2 separate regions of the Zea mays genome follow, and region 2 is linked to region 1. A link is a contact called in public Hi-C data. All regions are on one chromosome and are shown on one strand. The core of a region is the stretch at or near the end of the contact, and the rest is flanking DNA. Distances in the headings are between cores, read along the strand shown.

Region 1 (2,700 bases), core at 157-2,656:
TCCAGGAAGAAGAAAGCATAGGAATCCCTCATCCGAAATGCCATCACAGCAGTTCAACCCGATAACCTCCCTATACTCTGTAGCGACGCCTCCCCACTTTCCTCTTTCGGGTAAGGTAATCTCTCCCTAGCTTTCCTAATTACTTGGCCAAGGGTGTCCCATTCCACCCTTGTGGTAGCACAGTTTTCCTAGGTGGTTCTCCATGTTCCAATTAACATGATGATCTTATCAAGAACATAATTTAAACAGCAACGAAATTGGAACATGATCATAATATAGCATATGTTTCCCAAAACCAGGTAAAGCAATAGCATATCTACCCAATAGTTCATATGTTTGCAAGGTGTGGGATAAACAATACTAGGGAAACCTATTAGGTCCCATCAATTTACCTAGAGCATGTCACAGTGATTGACAGGAACATTATTAGGTAAAGAAAAGTGATTAAGGGCACAAGTTGCCTTAGACTCGATATTCCCAGGTACTTCACCAATTTGGTCTTCGGGTTACTCGTGACCTCACTGCTACTCGTGGCAATACATACATACAAACAAGGAGTATATAAAATAACATTACACCAAACATAAGAACAATTTGCATAGGAATCTTCTATGCACCGCTACGAGATCGTAGGTTCAAGAACCACTAAAATCAGAGTTACGGTTTAAAAGATATGGCTTTTCAAAGTTTTAGGTGGTTAACCAATAAAACTATATGTTGATTAAAATAAATCATGTAAGAAAAGATATAACTAACTCAATGTTTAATCTAAGTTACAATATAATCATATTCTAGTAAATGATCCAAATTACAATCCTATATTGACTCCGATTAAACATGTTCATTCAAAAAACATAGGTTGAATAAATTAGTTATTTATTTTTGAGAACATCTTACAGAATAAAATAATGTTAATAAGATGTAGGTAATATTAATATGAGACTAACACAACTTGAACAGGACTAATTGGAGTTAAAGCGAATTAGTTATGAATTTTACAAGTTTCAAGGTTTATATTTATACTAAAAATCAATTTCAAATCTATTTAATAAAGTATCTGGACTGTGTCCACTAATACCTGAGAACTCAGGGGCTATAGCGTATAAATCTGGACCTTCCTAAAACGATCTTTGCATAGATAGGGATGGCAGGTTTATTTGACAAAAGCCAAGGAGTCTCTTATGCAAAGTGTCGGCCGAAGGGGTATGGGTCACTATGATCCGTCTGATCCTTCACCTACGACCTTGATTAGATTACCACTTAAAACAAAACTGTAAGCAATAACAATCATAGGATGACAGATTAGTGGTCCAAAATTTGTCCACGACACACGCTGGTCCCAGCCCTCGGATCTTGGATCAATGGCGTGGATCAAGATCCAACCGGTATTCACCTGATCTAATCTCGTCCGCTCTTTTGCAATCCAACGGCCTCAGACCACCCTCCACCCCATGACACGGGGGCGTGGTGGCGCCTAGAGTCAGCGGCGACGCTCGTGGCTGGAGAAGATGATGTTGTGCCAAGAGCCTCAAATCCCAATCTGAATGGTGCTATGCGTAGAAGAGACCAAAACGGACTAGTTAGGAGTGTTCTTAGCAAGGTGGGCGACACAGGGATGTGTGGCTTTGTCCATGCGTGGCAGCATGGCGGACACCGACGTCGGTGAGAAATTCACACCTCCCAGACCACCAATGGTGCCCAGAGAAGCGACAAGCACCCCCGTGGAAACTCTGCGAAACTCCCGGACCCGATTCCATTGCTTTTATGACGATGGTGTAGAGCTCTATTTATGTGCGACCGCGGCCTAACCCTCCCTCTGCTCGACGACATCTCTCCCTCACACATTGGCATTCACGCCCGGCACTGCTGGTTGCTATGGATGGGTGGCCAGGGGAGGTGACCTTATAGCGCAGAGACGCGGGGAGAGCCCGCGCGGTTGGTCAATCGGCGAGATCTCCGCACGCGGCCACGACGAGGTTGTTACGAATGGCTCAGAGGGGAGCTATCCCGGGGCCCCACCAGTCGGTGCCTAGCATGCGCAGTAGAGACATTTCACCTGGGACATGCGTCAGCGCGAGGGTGTTTAACAGACGAGCTCGCCTGTCGACTCCTACGGCATCACAGGCTGAGTGTGCGCACATCGGAGCTATGGAGGGAAAGGGTTGATTGGTTCGTGGGCCGACCTTATAGGGATTTGGCCCAAATCAGTTTGGTCTTATTCTTTTCTCCTTTCTTTTATGTTTTCTTTTATATTTTAATTTCTTGATTCAAATTTTGATTTAGATTTCACACTCAACTTTAAAGCATAAGATTCCCAGCATGAGATGCATCAATATTTTATTCATCTATTTATTTATCTATTAATTCTATTTAAGGAATGCTTCCACGTAATCCATTCATGCAGACAAAATAGTGGTTTAAGAAAATGTCTTCTAGGGTATAGCATTTTTAAGAGATCCTTTAACTTATATAATTCAACAAATATATACTTGAATATAAATCATTTTATTTGATTTTTTATTTTAGGGAAATGTAGCTTTCACAAAGGAAAACCCTTATTAGAACATATTCCAATTCAAACTCTTCGAAGAATTTTACCAAATTCCACCAATAAAATTTTGAGGTGTTACATTCCTAATGCCTCTAGTCCATTGAACCTCTACTGTGACAACAATGGGGCTATTGCGCAACCTAAGGAGC
Region 2 (2,700 bases), core at 26-2,525, 710 kb after region 1:
TTTGGATTTGCCCAACTAGATGTACATTGATTGGAATAGTCCTCCTCCTCGGATATTGATACTACTTGTTGTATCACTACCATCTTAGTTAATACAATTAGAACTAGATGATGATGATGAGGCTATTACCAGATCATGGAATATGCTCTAATTATCTACCACATGCTTGAATGTAGTTCATGAGCTTAACTAGAATGGTTAAGTAATGAACTTGAATACCAAAAACTTTGAATACAAGGATGCACTATTAGTAATGCTTTCCTAGAAGTTCAACAAATGGCAAACTAATTTGACAAGACATATTTTTTAGAGTCAGGAGACCACTCTCACCTAGCCAAGTAAATTTTGATTAGTACATTGTGTACTTAGGGTTTTCCTCTGCTACAGGTAGAAGGTGGATACTAAAACTAACTGATGTTGTGTGGAACCTCCTTGTAGGTGCGAAGAAGATCGTTCTGCTATGATGGTAGTAGTTTTATTCGTATACCTCTAAATATTTGTATAAATTTTCAAAACTGTTTCACTCTTGTTGCTATCAAAATGATCTTTTTGCAATTTTTTATTTTTGAGATCAGTTTTGTAATAGTTCTGATTTTGTGTCCTTATGATGTATAAAGTGGTTAAGAATATTGTAATATTTATTCATTTCTTTATGATCCTTATAAGAACATGGATTTTTGAGTTCTTCTACCGAATTTAACCTTGTCGTTTCTATGTTTAATGTAAAATAGTTGATAAGTATATTTGAGATTAGTTAAATTGGACAATTCTATCGCCCCATTTCGTCTAAGGTTTAATTTTGAACAATTTTAAATGATAATGGAAATTTTGTATTTCGATTCAAGTACGGTCTACCATTGTACCTTGTGTCCTTGTATGGTTCTCATTGTTTTGCAATTAAAAACATTTGGTCAAAGATGCGGTTATTGGGCTAGGCTCCCTCGGCCAGTCCACGGGACTAGTTGGGCTGAATTCTCGTATGAGGTTGGTTAGTTTTGCTCTTAATCTACGTGGATTATGTGGGATTGAGTGGTTTTAAATTCCAAACAAATCAATTTACTAGTTTGAAAACTCTATTTTTCTAAAATATTTCTATTTTTCTAAAAAAAATTAATTAATTTTATTTGATAAAATAGAAATTTCTTTAAAAAAATGAAATTTCTAAACTAGTCCTTATAATTTTTTAATCTCATCCAATGGTACAGTAGTGGCCGATGTGGCCGGATTCTCGTCAGATCGGACTTGGTTCCTACAACTTTTTCGGCCTGGCCAACCGTGCTGTGCAGGAGAGCAGTGCAGAGGAGAGCGAGGAGGCGTGCGATTGCTTGCTTTGCTTCCGAGTTTCGACACGCGTGCCCAGGAATCGGTCGGATTCCCCAATCCCGTCACCATGGCCGCGCCGCCTTCTCCTTCGTCCCGCTCCCCGTCGAGCGAGGTTGCCGTCCACAGATTCAGCGGCACCTTGGATGTATCATCATCGCCCTCAAGGTATGTGCGCGATGTGAACCCCTCCTTATGGTCTTCCTTCCTCCTTATGGCCGCTCCTGTCTCCACGCCACGGCTGCGGGGAGAGAGAGAAGCAGCGAAGGTGCGGAATTGCGGAAACCAAAATTAGCCTATCAAGCATTGTACTGTGGTCTGTGGAGATGAGTTAAATTTAGCTTATGATCCGAATCGTTCATTCCGAGGCTGAATAGGAGCAAGCATTTCATGGAATCAACGAGAAACTTTTTTTTAGATAATGGAAAAAATTAGTTCCGGCCTTCTGCATATGCTTGCATACAGCCTCGGAATTCTAGCATTAAAAATCACTAAGACATTGCAATTCTAGCATTAAACCGCCATCCATATCTTGCAAAAATCTCCATAGCTACCACCTCCAAAGAGCGACACACATCGTTTATTTCCTGACGAGCCTCTTCTTTCTGCATCAATCTCCAAAATCTAAACCAGTAGGTTCCCCTAAAAATGATCTGCATAATAGACTGTAATTGTTTATTGTTAAAAACATCATTTCGGCAAAGCCATAATGACCAAAATATAGCTGCCACTCCTATCATCAGTCTTTTTTTTGTGCGCGTTTCCTTTGCTAGTTTGCCAAGATCCTATTATGTGATTAATATTAGCAGGCCTATCTATTTTAAGAGCAATAAAAACTCGGGCAATATAGCAATCGAAAAAAAGGTGTTGGATATTCTCATTCTGATCACATGAATACATGAATTTAGCAATATAGCAATAGAGCGACAATCAACGAGAAACATGAATACCTAAGCTTGCTAATTCCACACCTATAGTGATTGACTTCAATTGCTGCTGTTGTTTCATTCGAGTTTATACTACAGTGGGTTCGTAATTACTAGGGATTACCTGTCTATACAATCTGTGGTGGCTGGTGGGTCGCCCCCTTTGCAACCTAACATGCATGCATATGATTTTGGTCCCAGATTCTAGCATTATATATCATTAGTAAATCTATTTGGCTATATGAAGATGGAAATCAAAATAACCTATGTGTCCCATGTACTTGTGCTCACCTATTGTGACATGCACAAGTTAATCTGTTCTATAAGTCTGTCAAAGACTTACAGTCATCTAAGTCATACTTGGTCTAACAATCAGGCTTCACCCCACCATGGTTAAACTTGACAGAGTTTTATACACAGTGGATAATGCTCTTCTTCAAAGAGCTAAGAGCAG

The links. A called contact is a pair of places that touch in the nucleus more often than the background predicts.
Region 2: a contact with region 1 is called in a Hi-C map of ear, with 2.6 times the contacts expected there. The contact joins the promoter of LOC100273926 here to the enhancer-like site in region 1. A contact is called at or near these places in 2 of 25 Hi-C or Micro-C datasets (ear and tassel).

Annotation. Positions count from the first base shown.
Region 1 is chr1:110,293,340-110,296,039 of Zm-B73-REFERENCE-NAM-5.0, forward strand. No RefSeq gene overlaps it. Among protein-coding and RNA genes, the nearest start is that of LOC103637762, 43 kb to the left of the region's middle. Within about 2 kb of position 1,407, at least 17 of the 20 cell types and tissues checked have an H3K27ac peak or open chromatin away from gene starts, as enhancers often do. A contact at or near this core is called in ear and tassel, where this site is marked.
Region 2 is chr1:111,000,923-111,003,622 of Zm-B73-REFERENCE-NAM-5.0, forward strand. LOC100273926 (CW7) reads left to right here and starts at 1,276. Exons shown (of 12, transcript NM_001148318.1): 1 at 1,276-1,488. The coding sequence starts at 1,391.